3 separate regions of the Rattus norvegicus genome follow, and all the other regions are linked to region 2. Evidence: chromatin contacts called from public Hi-C data. All regions are on one chromosome and are shown on one strand. Each heading gives the region's core, a stretch centred on a gene start, on an enhancer-like site or on the middle of the called end of the contact. The rest is flanking DNA. Distances are from core to core; before and after follow the strand shown.

Region 1 (4,648 bases), core at 261-2,760, 250 kb before region 2:
TGGGCCACAGTAGACCAACTTATGACTTTTCAAAGGTTTCACTGTGCTGCTCCGTACCTGCTGGTCCTGTTTCCTAAACATATTCATCTATGGTTCTACTTATAATTGAATCTCTGCCGGTGGAAGATTGGACAATCGGCTCTGGTTTGAAGTCATAAGAGAGATCTGTAAGTCTCAGGAGCAGTCAGTAAATGGAGACACAAGTGTGATTAGCCCTATATTGAAAAAGTTATAGACTTCCCCAACAATTACTTCATTACACCCCTTTTGCTTTAGTGTGACTCTAGTCTGCATGGCACTAATGTACATATATGATTAATAATCATGCACATCACAGACATTACATATAATCTCATATATTCAATACTTTAAAAGAAATTTTTGGCTCTATCTGACAATCATTCTTTTAAAATGATTGTAAATTAGTACAAGACAAAGTGCCACCACTGTGCGGGAGTTAAACACACTTTTGAAATACCTCTTAAAGAAGAAATGGAACTGAGCTGAGCTAACAGTATCTGAGGCATAATGGGGAAATGGAGAAATCATTTAACCCCAACTCAGAGGTTGAACCTGCCCTGCTCATTCAGTTCCCAGGTAAAGGACACACAACTTTTATTATTTACAATAAGCCTCAACCAGCACAAGAGTTGGGCAGATATCTACCCTGTATGCTCTTAGAATCTACTTTCCTATTGATAACTACTAGTTATTACTTACTATACTTCATCTGGGCTGCTCTTAACTCCAATTGGCCAGCTCTCAGGGCCACAGTTTTATGACTCACCTAACCCATGGAAGCTTCTCCTCTGTTTACCTTCTCCCCTCTGCCTTCTGTTTCTCCTCTGACCTCCATCCTGAAAAGCCTACGTCTCTTCTGCCCAGCTATTGGCTGTCAGCAATTTTAGTTACCAATCAGAAAAAACTTGGGAGCAAGGTCACATAATGTCACTTGGATCTACATGTGGACTTTCTCACCTCTGGGGTCTTAAGGAACCAGTAATAGCATTAAAATACAAGCAGCATCAGACCAACCCACTATAGAGAAAAAAAGCGAAGGATTTGGAGATGTTACCTAATGCTCAAAATTAGCCTGTAAGCCTCAATAGGTCAAGAACTTGGTAACTTCCTGGAATGCTGGGAGTTGTGGTTCTTGGAAAATAACAAAGCCTCATGGGAAAGTACAGTGGCCTATAGGTTTATCCCTATAAGCCTCGGCTACATGTGACTCGGGGTCATTTTGGCTGGGAAATTCCAGGGACTGGGTCTGGCCAAAGTCCATCTCTTGGTCCATAGTTAATATTTAATAATGCTTGCTTTAAATTTGGCCACAATGCTGGAATTGGATTTTTTCAGGTGAATCTCAGGATTGACAACTACTGGTGGTTCATAGTGAAGCCTTAGTAGCATATTTGAGGTCTGGCACACCCAGATGCCCATGTGCAGTGTAACACAGGTAACATACAGTGTGTGGCATAGAACACACAGCACGTTCTCTGTGGTCTAGGCTGAAAGCTCTTACTGAGAAGCAGTAGCAAAGGTCAGAGGTGTAAAGCAGAAGGGAAGATGAACTCAGATGATAGTCAGAGAATAGAACACGTTTTCACAGTGATAAGACAGCTTCTGCGTGGTATCTTTGCAGATCCTGGAACTATTTGACAGGTTATCAAGTCATTCTTTCCTGTTGAGATCTATGTTTGAAAGGATCATGAAGTGTGTGGCCACCAAGGGGAATTATAAACCTTACAAGGCTGGCCCTCAAGGGCATTTCATTCCTAAAATAGAAAAAGTCTGTGGTGTTCTATGATGACAGAAGACCACCGAGACAATCTCCTCTCACCCAGGCTGATTTGCTAAACTTACACTTCTAAGAGGAAGAACAAGAGCACGAAGGAAATTGAGAACGGTAGAACCGTTTACAAAGGAAATCAAATGAAAAGGCACCCCAATTACATGCAGTAACTGTGGTCTGAGGAACTAATTAATCATGCTATTCAGGGAAGCCTATCTAGTGCTTTGCTTCCAGAGGTCTAGATGACAAATAGAATCTTGAAGAAGAAATATCTTGTCCGCTGTTTTTCTCTACTCTTGCTTATTTTTCTTAAAGCAAAGGCAGCAGTGCACTCTGAAGCCCATGATTGAATTCTCGAAGTCAGACGATGTGTTTAGGTGGTCGCCACTGCAGAGCTACGCTACGACTCAGGGTGACTTTCAGGAAGAAAACATATTTAAATACAAAATACAACCTAGATAGAAAACCTATGATGCCATAGTCCAGTACTGAAAAACAGAGTCTTTCCCTCAATTTAGATAATTAGCCTAGAAATATCTGTGACTATCTCTGGGTTGCCAGCAACACTGAACTTGGGTGCTACAGTTCCATGTGAAAACGTAGGTCAAACAAACCCAGCAGAGGGAGGGACAAGTCTTTTTGTTTTCACTTCTTCTTGTGGTGCTCCTGTTTATATTGTAAATTCTGTATACAGGGAAATCTTACATCTGGATGTGAAAGCTCAAAAGACTTACCTCAAGTCCAGATGCTGCATTCTCTTCACCTGTGAGATAACGAGGGGATATCCAAAGAAGCAATGGCGGATGTTCTGTATGAGGCAAAGTGCCTGGAACGGTCTCATCACGCTTCATATTTGTGATTCCTCTCTCCTGTCATGCAACCCCACCCAAGCTAGACTCTCCTTCAAAGGATCCTGAGAAATGTGCCTCAAACTTATCGCTTCTCCTCTTCCTTTGCTCTCTCCCTGATGATGAAGCCCACTGAATTGGCCTGACTTTCCTGTTAACTACCTTGACTTGTTTACAGGGAGAGAAATGGTGGAGACTGCAGCACTGGTATGAGCAGTGGTACAAAGCTCAGGTAGTAATAAGGAAGCAGCAGCAGGATTTACCAGAGGACTCAGTGTCTCCTTTGTCCTGTTCTAAAGGAACTCAGCAGTACAGAGTTGGCCTCAAACCTGAATTCACAGAAGGGGTTGGTTTATTTCATTCAAATAATGGACTTCTCACATGTCTCTTACTGCTGCCTTGCCAATGCAACGTGAGCACATGGCTCCGTGGGCTCTAACCTCCATTTGGCGTTAACACGTATATCCTATGCATTGGGGTAGATGGTAGAAAATTTTTGTCAACTTTACTGGGTTGAGGATTTCCTGAAGACCTGGTACAGCATTGCTTTCAGTGTGTCTACAAAGAGGTTTCAAGGGAACAGCTTGTAAGTTAGAACTGGATAACAAAGATCTGCCCTCAATGTAGACTGATGTGATCAATGAAGGGTGCCCAGAATGAAGAAAAGCAAGGGGCATAGGAATGTGTCTTTCTCTGATCTGTGGACTCTGGAACTCCCTAATTTTTTGTGCTCTGGTACTTAAAGCATACATTCCCTGAGTCCTCAAAACGTTAGCATCAGAAAGACAGTTACAGAGCCTGCTTCCCTGGTTCTGAGACTTGGATTGTGCCAGGCTCCTGGTGTCTCTACTTCTTTAACCAATCTCTCATGTTTATGTCCCTAATATCTATTCCAGTGGCTCTTGTCCTCTAGAGGACCTTGAATATCATATAATCAAAAGTTGACCCATCTATTCAGGGACATTTTATGGTTAGGCACAGTGAGCCCAGTGCTAACATTCCAAATTCTCCCAGGATCAATAAGAATGATTTAACTGCTTTAAAAATGAGAAGAAAAAATGTGAAATTTTAGATAAGAAATAATGTTTACTATGTATTGTCAATATACTGATATTTTAAAAAGAGGTTTATTTGTTTCATAGCATGTGTTACAAATGCTTTGCCTGCACGTACGTCCATGCACCTCATGATCATGGAGATCTCAAGGGGGCCTGGGATCCCTCAGAACCACTGTTATAGGAGATTGTAGGCCCAGTGTGGGCGCTGGGACCAAATACTGCCCCTCTACAAGGGCAGCGAGTTCTATGAATGTTAAGCCAGAACCTCAGGATATGTTCTTCTTTATACCAATATTATTAGGAAATAAATGTATTTCTCTTTTTTGAAGGGTTTACAACACAGAAATTCTCAAAACCCATAGAGATCAGAGTGTGGTTGGAGGCCAAACTCTGCCACTCTTCTTGCCCTCCTCAGGAGCACTGATGTATAATTCATACCCAATGCTATCTAGACATCTATAATGGGCATTTGCTGCCCATTGACAAGCTACCTTTACAGTTTTCTTTCATTTATTTTTCCCTTTAACATCTATCTACTATCAATACCTTATATCAGTTTTCTATCAGTTAAAGCTGGCTGGAAGCAGAGAGTGTTTTGACCTCTCATACTCACTACCAACTTTCCCAAGATGATGATGGATACCATTTCTTGATTCCTCGTCTCCTTACACCTGTCTGTGAAGTGTTTGGGTTCTACTTCATTTCCAAAAGTTAATGGATTCCAAGAACTTTAGAACCAACCTAGGGTTGTGCAAATATGGAGCTGTGGCTTCAAAATGTAATCAATCTGTAATAAAGTTCTCTTTCTCATGGTACTTTTCCATTCTAGGTCATAGTGATCAATTGGAGGTGATTTCTGTGGCTCGTTTCTGAAGTGGTCTACCGTGACTTATTAATTTTAAATCCATATTCCTGGATTGGAGGGTCACAAACCAAAGACCCAGGTTTTC
Region 2 (4,242 bases), core at 281-2,780:
AAAGGATGACCTTGAATGTTAGAGTCATGGGAGCTTTCATCTTGTATTTGCTCCGACAGGAATCTGAGGATGGCCAGAAGGGGCCTCTCCTCACTGCCTAGTTCTTCCTAACAAAGCTAATAATAATCTGTCTGATTGATCAAAATAGGCGTTAAGAGACAGAGTTGGGGTGAAGTTGGGGGCCAAGTATCTTAGATGTGACTTTGGTTTCCCTAGGCTGCACTCCCTGTGTGGAGTAGGTTCAAACCCTTGTCTCCTACCTCCCGTGTCCTTGATATTAGGACCACCAGTGCTGAGCTTCTCCCCTGACAGTAGCACCCCTCGTAGCTCAGTGGAAGGTGACCAGGCAAAGGAGTGACACTGAGCAAGTTCACGGAATAAAGGCGTTCTCAATGTATCTCCAGCAAAAAGGGACACTCAAAGAGTTCAAGTTTAAGTAGCTTTGAAAGGAAAAGCAAGCACCAGTAATTGAGCTTTTTCGCTAGCTTCATAATTTCTGACCAAACAGCAGTTAAAGTTGTCAAAGAAACCACTTTTCATGTAGATAGGCAAAAAGCAAGGCCAATCCTATCCAGTGGCCCTTCTGTGTCTCCTACTGAAGAAATAGTAGCTGCCTGGGTTTGAATGTATATCTAAGTCCTATGTTTAAATAATGGTTATTCTCCTAAGATTTAGAGGCTGCAGTTAAGTTTTCTTTGGCACCGAGACCATGATTAATTCACTGTTTTGCCCCTACAAGTCAGCACAGTCACTAGCAGAAGGTATATTTAAATAGGACAAGCATGAAGTGTGGCAGGCTCAGACAGATCCAGCTGTAAGCCAGCTTCAAGGTCATCCTAATGCATGCACATGCACATTGACATGCACATGCATTCATGCAAATAGGAGGCCCCAAATATTCTTTAAGGAATATTCCTACTATTAACTGGAGGAAAGCACTTACAGAATCTCAGGGTCCCCTTTGTGAAAAGTTTCTTCTGAGAACTGGGCCTTTCTCAGAATGCCAGTAAAAAGTTAGTTCTAGCAGAAGGTCTTTCTCCGAGGACTGGGTAATGAAAACAGAGCAGCCGTGTGGGATAAAGAGCTGATACACGAAGCTGCACTCACACAATGCGAGGGGTGAGCTTTTGTTTCCCAGAGAAAAGGCTTTCAGAAGCAATTCAGAGAGCTCTTTCCTTTCTCAAATTCCAATGGCAAATAAATATTAGTCCCCAGAGGGCTCATAAAGACCTCAGAGCCTAAAACAAACAATGCATGGGGTAACATTCAATGCAATCTGTACAGAGACCAATTAAAGTGCTTGGGGTTAATGGAGGAGTAGTGAATGGTCAAGGAATTCCCTTTAGAAGGAATGCATCCCCCAAATGATGCTATCGAGTCTTAAACAAGCAGAAAGCCTGAGACCTTCTTGACCTAAGACTCAAGCCTCTCTAGAGGAAGCAAAGGAAAAAGGGGATAGGTTCCTAGTGTAGCCAGAGGACAAAGTGCTGGGTCACAAGGCCTGGCAAGGTCCACCTGGTTCTTGGCACTGCCTGTGCAAGCCACCTGATAGCCAAGTATGCTTGTTGACTCCCATCCGCCCGCCCAGCACTTGGGAGGCTTAGGCAGGAGGAATGCATAAAAGACAGTCTCATCTACGCAGTGAGTTTCCAGCTAGTTATCAGGAGAAAGCTTGTGGGGAGAGTGTAAGACTTGGTGGAGGGGTGTAAAGAAGGAGGAGGGGGACAGGGAGGAAGGGGAATAACACAAGATCAAGGAGGGAAGGAACAAAGAAAAGGGGACCAAGAGAGAATGCTACCTGATTTAAAACAGACCCAAAAAAGCTAGGTCTTTTCAAATTATTCAGAGCTATCTGTTTTATACCCAATATATAAACATGTGATGTACACAGGTAATGAGCAGTGTGCAAAGGAATCAAGGTCAGAGGGACTGTAAGAGGTGGTGCAGCTTCAGACATTGACGTGGAAAGGGCTGGACCTCACATCTTCACTGGAAGGCACTACTTTCCACAAAACCTGATCCGTGACCAGAGAACTCATGAAGGCCGAACTGGTTATTGTTGTTGTTCAGCTGGAAGCCCTGCTTGTCCCTGCACAAGCTAGGAAACCCTGTCTGCCTTCCTTCCCCCACCCCCAAAGGCACAAAACAAACAACAAAAATATAAATAACCAAACAAAACCCTCTGAACAAAGGAAAGTATCTAAGAACCCAGGTCAGCATTCCTGGAAGCTGTGGCAACCTCATCCCCGATGCCAGCCACTCAAATCCCTTCCTAAACCAGACTTGGGCACGAAACCATCTTATGGCTGACACATCAATACCCTTTACCTACAGTCTGTAAAACTTCCCCATCCTAGCCAGGGTGCACAGCTTCCTGGGGCCTATTCTTTGGTACTGCTGAACCCGCCTGGGAGCAACACTGAATTAACTTGCCTATATCTGCTTTCAGTTTGGCCTAATCTGCCTATATGAACATCACCAAGGGACAGAAAAGGCCTACCAATTTTATAATTATGATTATGATTGTATTATTATATTACTTAGCACTGTTGCTTAGAGGACTCTAACAGTGTAAGAGAAATCATGTACATGTGTATATGAATTCTTTGGCTTAGCATTTTTAAATGTCTGTTGTGTGACTATCTCAAACACATGCTGTCATCTCAGATAGGATCCCTACAATAGACCAAAGCATGAAAACCACTAAAATCCAACGTGATGAACCAATGAATTTTACTGGGGCTGCGTACAGAAATGTGGGTGAGGGGTTACTAACAGGAACATAAATAACTCCAGCCCACATAGCCTGGGTGACAGCTCACAAAATCTGGAAGCCTGGAGCACACTGCACGGCCTTCAGGCACCTCAGCAGTTTGGAGACTGTCCTCTCCTGGTGATCAGTTGGTCTGAGCCTCTTCCGTGCAATTTGGTTTGTCTTTGCCTCTTCTTGGCAGTGTGGCTGGCTGCTGCTTCCTTTTTTCATTGGATATTTTATGTATTTACATTTCAAAAGTTATCCCCTTTCCCTCTTTCCTCATCCTCCCTTCCCCTGCTTCTATGAAGATACTCCCACTCCCACCTCAACACCCTGGCATTCCCCTACACTGGAGAAATGAGCCTTCTAATAACAGCCCTATTTATAATAGCCAGAAGCTGGAAAGAACCCAGACACCCTTCAACAGAGGAATGGATACAGAAAATGTGGTACATCTACACAATGGAGGACTACTCAGCTATCAAAAACAATGACTATGAAATTCATAGGCAAATGGGTGGAACTAGAAAATATCATCCTGAGTGAGGTAACCCAGTCACAGAAAAAACACACATGGTATGCACTCGTTGATAAGTGGATAGTAGACCAAACGCTCTGAATACCCAAGAAACAATTCATAGACCATATGAAGCTCAAGAAAAGGGAAGAGTGAAATGTGGATGCTTCAGTCCTTCTTAGAAGGGGGAACAAAATACTGAAGGGAGGAAATACAAGGACAAAGATTGGAGCAGGGACTGAAGGAAAGGTCATCCAGAGACTGCCCCACCTGGGGATCCATCCCATATGCAGCACCAAACCCAGTCACTATTGCTGATGCCAAGAAGTGCTTGGTGATAGGAACCTGATATGGATGTCTCCTGAGAGGCTCTGCCACAGCCTTACTAATACAGATGAGGATGCTTGCAGCTAACCATTGGACTGAGCTCATGAGCCCCAATGGAGAGGTTAGAGAAGGACTGAAGGAGCTGAAGGGGTTTGCAACCCCATAGGAAGAACAATATCAACCAACCAGACACCCAGAGCTCTGGGGGAATAAACCATCGACCAAAGAGTACAAATGGAAGAACCCATGGCTTCAGCCACATATGTAGCAGACCCTTGGTCCTGATTGCTGCTTCTTGCTGTGGCTAAGATTGCCTAATAGTCTTCTTTCCAGATTGGCTTGACTGAATGTGACGCTCAACAGTCTTTGCTAATTTATGCTTGAAGAAGAAGAAAGAGCCTAATGATTCTGGTCAGTTTCAAGGACTTCTTGAAGCTCTTTTGTGTTATTTACTTCTTGTCTTAATGAGCTAACCTGCAAGTTGTTCTGTTTCAATCTCAAAACTGCTACACAACAATTTGACATAACCCAAAGTCACTTGGGAAGAGGGCTCTCAGAAGAGAAATTGCCTACATTAGACTGGATTGTGGCACGTCCATGGAGGATTTTCTTCATTGCTGATTGGTGTTAGAGAGACCAACAC
Region 3 (4,666 bases), core at 1,394-3,893, 170 kb after region 2:
ACACCCACCTCATGTACCCAGTCTGTCCCACTCCTGGCTTATTCCCTGGACAAATCCTGGCACTGGTCCCTCAGGCACACTCAAAGACCTTGAGTAACATTTTATGGCTCGTGGAATTACTTGCAAGTTCTCTAAATCCACCCAACCCTTTTTCGTTGGCCAAGTCTAGCCTTTACTCTCTCTACACCCTGTACCAAATTCTGACTCTGCCAAAAGGAAATACTGCCACCTCTCCTTTGGCCACTGACCTTGGGCCAACCTCTTCACCCCCTAGGATGAATGATATTGATATTCATTTATCAATTGCAGTACTCCCAGGTCTCTTTCTTCAAATATAGTTAAGAAAAATTGAGGCTTTTTGACAGTAACTAATTTAGGCATCAGAACACTCTTTTTAGCCTTGGTGGAATTTAGGGTTTTAGCTTCTATCACCTACAAAAGTCTACTTTGGCTGGGGATGTGCCTTGATGATGGATCAGTATGTAGCATACCAAATCTCCATTTTGGTTCATCCCTAGCAATGGAAAAAATCTTTTCTGGTACCACCTTGACCTCTGATTCACAATAGCTCCCTATCTCTGGTCTTGGGAGAGTCCATTCAATGAAGATGCCCCTGTAGATTGAGAAGTATGTTCACGTCCGTCTGGACATTTCAAAGAATCACCAGCGTTTGAATGACCCAGCAGTGAAGACCTACTTAAACTAAAGTTGCTACAAGTAAGAGGACATTTATGAATGAGAGTTTTTTCTCATTGTACTAATACCAGGAAGTGAATCATTCAACCACCCACCAGCCAGAAACTCTTCTCTTCAGATGGGAAGTATTTCACCATTTAGCAGTTTTCACAGCCAGTTGGGGAAGGGGAGAACAGTTACCCTTATGGAGTGTGGGCAAATGAATGGACATCTCACAGGGGACTCTGAGACAGAGATGGGGAACTGTACTGACATAGCGCTTCCTACAGCAGCCTGGTGTGGGAGTCAAACCCAACTTACATGTTATGATTTGAGAAATAAGTACGCTCACTTCTACACAGAGCCCCCAACCCCTCTTCTGCTCTGTTATAAATTACACTACTATTCACTACCCACGGAGATGACCTGAAAAAAGGGAAACATCGAGGTAGCCACAAATGCCATGGGTCCTGTTCACGTCTTAGATTTGAAGGTACCCTTGTTTGATCAAAGGCAAAAATATTGCTCCCTTCTTGGTTTTACTTCATTCCTAGAGGTGAAACTCAAAGTCCATGCAAATCCCCCAAACAGCAGCCCCGTGTTGATGTGAATATTCCCAATTTTGAGAAAAGAGTTCACACTTCAATGGGCACCAGAAAGATTCAGAAAGCTAAGAACCACCATTGAATAAAAAAATCCCCATCCATCTCTCAAAGCAAGGAAACAGATCAATTCCATGGATGCGTTGATTTTAGTCCTTAGTGGAAGAAGAATGAGGGGCAATATTTTGAAGAGTATATGTTACCTCCAGCTGCTTCTACAAATTGTCCACATTTCCAGGAATAAGTGGATTCTACTTTCACATGTTCCCTTTGCCACGATGTTCTGCCACACAGGGTTGCAATGAAGAGGGTAGCCATGAACAGAAACATCAGAAATAGCTTTCCTCTTTAAACTGTTTCTCTCAGGGTTAGAAAATTGAACCATACACCCGCCTTGTTGAGTTGGTTGTTCTGGTTTGAGGTCTCAGCACTGATTTCTTTTGGGGGGCGGGTTTATTTACATTTTAAATGTTATCCCCTTTCCCTGTTGCCGCTCCAGAAACACAATATCCCATCCCCAGCCCCTGCTTCTATGAGGGTGCTCCCTCACCCACACTCCCACCCGCTCACTCCCTCCCACCTCCCCACCCTGACGTTCACCTACACTGGGGTATCTCAGCACTGATTTCTAAGATGCACCGAACCTACGGCATCAGAATCTCTACCAGAACCCAGAGTGACAACTAAGCCAGTTTCCCTAGCTTGTTGAATTGAGCTAAGCTGGCTTGAACTTGCTCCCACCTGTTCAGCACTTCCAAGGAAAGTTTCTGTACTGGTCTCTGGTTCTAACGTTGCTCCTCCAGGCTCTAGCATTAAAGTGCGGTGGTCACCTTCTTCACAAAGGAAAGTCCCAAGCTCTTCAAGGCTGAGCCCATTTTGCTAATGATAACCTTGAAAGCCCATGTGTATATGTGTGTGTCTGTGTGTGTGTGTCTATGTGTCTGTGTGTGTGTCTGTGTATGTGTGTCTATGTGTGTGTGTCTGTGTGTGTATGTGTGTCTATGTATGTATGTCTATGTATGTGTGTCTGTGTATGTGTGTCTATGTGTGTGTCTGTGTATGTGTGTGTATAAATATATATATATATATATATTTATACACACACACACTCACACACACACAGTTTATATAGAGAGGGAGAGAAAGAGGGAGAGTCATTTATCTCTCTGAAGACAATAGAAAATGCCCACACCAAAGAGGGCGTCATCTCCTTCCCTAGTTTCTAAACCCTATTTGCAACAACCTTTTACTTCCTCTCAGATGAATGCTTTGGCCAGGAGGAATCATGTCCTAATAGCTTCACTGTCCCCTGGAATTAGCCAATCAAATGTTCTCTGAAATGTTGACTCTTCTAGTTCTCCTAGAATAGTGGCTCCACATGTGTCAATAAACACTGCCTGAACCTTTGCTTCTGAGTGCTCTGTAAGCGTCTGGTGTAGTAGGGCCAACCTTAAGTTCAGACCCTGCCACCACCTTTGGGGGCTCTGTAACTCTGACTCTCAGTGTCCTCACCTATGAAGTGACGTAGCAAAGCTGACCTTATGACACAGCAGAGGGAAATGTGTGCATGGATAGAGTGGAGGGACAGACTGTAGCCTGGAGTATAGTTTTCAGGTACCCCAGGCACAGAGACAGTTAGTCAGCCGAGATGGTGTCAGTTCTAGCAGTCTTATACCACCAATAAACAGACATTTTTCTTTAAATACTGGATTAAATTCCAGCTGAGTGATCACGGAACTCAATCAGATTTAACCTTTCTGTAATTTTAGTACCTTTGCCTCCTCTAAGAATAAAAGTTGCCCCCACCATATTTTTTCTATGTTTCTACATACGGGCTATATCTATTTTTTAAAAGGTTAAATCGTTCTGGTTCCTTAAAGAGCAATATTCTCTAAGTTTAAACACTGCACTTATATAATTCCATAATACCAAAAACGTGAACTTTATATGAAAACATGTTTGTCCAGAAGAAAGTGCTATTTCCCAAGAAAAGGTTACTTCAATGTTCTCTGTAGTTTTAAATGAAAGGCCAGGTTCGGGTTAGGTTTGCTTGTTTTGTTGTGGGTTTTTGTTTTTTTTATTCCCGTTAAGGTTAGGACCTGAAATGCAATCTGAAAATATTCATGAGGAACTTAAAAGAACTTGGGAGTTAATGTCAATACACTGGCACTCAGGATAAGCAGGTTATTCTGGTGATCCAGAGTTAGGTTGCCACACTACACTTTAACTCCTGAGTTGTTCAGCATGCGCCCCGCGGAACAGAGCCTGGAATGTTCTGAAGTCAAGCTGCCAATGACAGGTCATTAGGAGAGCTCATGTGGCCCATCAGGAAATTGAGAATTTAGCATATTGTGTTTTTCCAGCTCAAACATGTCATGAGTAAGGAGGACAAATTTTTTGCTGTGTTAATGACAGGATATGAATCACCCTCTGTTTTAGATGGCTATCCTGGGGAGCTCTCTTTGCCCCACTGTGGGCTTTCTTTCTCACCGCAGGGAGGCACTGAACTGCTTTCCAATACTTAGAATGTCATATTGGCCTCAGGCACCTAGGAATAGTCAAGGAACGAGTATCAATTCATGTAAGAAATTCTTGTCCATTAGATGAAGATTTTTAAGCTTTAAGCTTCCTAGAACAGTAAATTATCAGAAACCTTATGTGAACATTTTCCCATTTCTTGTCCCTCCCACTGTCCACAGAGAAAGCACAAGGTTTAGGTATCCCTGTATCAATCATAAAAATCAATTTAAAAAAAAAGCCAGCACTTGCCTGCTTGTAATCCAGCAAGCCATAATTACTGAGTTAGACTGAACTTGTGTCTACATATTCTGTTAACGTAGCTCCCTCCCACACAACCCCCAAACAACCTAGGACACCTGGGCAAGTCCAAATGTTCATGAAGAAAAATAAATGAAGAATAATGAAAAGCAGAGATTGGATATGAGTTTCTATTTGAACATGTCAAGTGCTTTCCTAAGGGCTCCGGGGAATATTCTCAGTTCAAGACATCAGGTCTAAGGCTGACCCAGGCTTACAAACAAATAACCTGATCTATCCCATGGCAATCTCAGTCTCTGCAGAGGCCTCTGCATAAAGCTGTTGGTGTTAAGCAGAGACATAATCAATGGCAAAAATGAGGGGATTAAAAAAGGGCCCGGGCACCCATACCACAGTGTGTGCCATGGCGGGAGAGTTCTTCAATTTCCAGCCTGTGACAAGGCTTCATCCACCCTTCAAAGGATGACTGGCCCTGAGCCAAGGCTGAGAGCTCAGCATCCTTGAGATCTTTGGTGTATAGTCCCAAAAATCCTGGGAGTCCTGCCACAGGCAGACAAATGTGATGAGTTACTTAATGCAAAGACACAAAGCAGGTGGGAGAGCAAACGAGG

The links. A called contact is a pair of places that touch in the nucleus more often than the background predicts.
Region 1: a contact with region 2 is called in a Hi-C map of liver, with 6 times the contacts expected there. The contact joins two enhancer-like sites. A contact is called at or near these places in 2 of 12 Hi-C or Micro-C datasets (liver and psoas muscle).
Region 3: a contact with region 2 is called in a Hi-C map of liver, with 2.2 times the contacts expected there. The contact joins two enhancer-like sites. A contact is called at or near these places in 2 of 12 Hi-C or Micro-C datasets (kidney and liver).

Annotation. Positions count from the first base shown.
Region 1 is chr2:35,075,336-35,079,983 of GRCr8, forward strand. No RefSeq gene overlaps it. Among named protein-coding and RNA genes, the nearest start is that of Pik3r1, 380 kb to the left of the region's middle. Within about 2 kb of position 1,511, at least 4 of the 93 cell types and tissues checked have an H3K27ac peak or open chromatin away from gene starts, as enhancers often do. A contact at or near this core is called in liver, where this site is marked.
Region 2 is chr2:35,327,126-35,331,367 of GRCr8, forward strand. All of the region lies in intron 5 of LOC102546726 (a long non-coding RNA gene), which reads right to left. Among named protein-coding and RNA genes, the nearest start is that of Cd180, 260 kb to the right of the region's middle. Within about 2 kb of position 1,531, at least 8 of the 93 cell types and tissues checked have an H3K27ac peak or open chromatin away from gene starts, as enhancers often do. A contact at or near this core is called in liver, where this site is marked.
Region 3 is chr2:35,493,233-35,497,898 of GRCr8, forward strand. All of the region lies in intron 1 of LOC102546726 (a long non-coding RNA gene), which reads right to left. Among named protein-coding and RNA genes, the nearest start is that of Cd180, 94 kb to the right of the region's middle. Within about 2 kb of position 2,644, at least 5 of the 93 cell types and tissues checked have an H3K27ac peak or open chromatin away from gene starts, as enhancers often do. A contact at or near this core is called in liver, where this site is marked.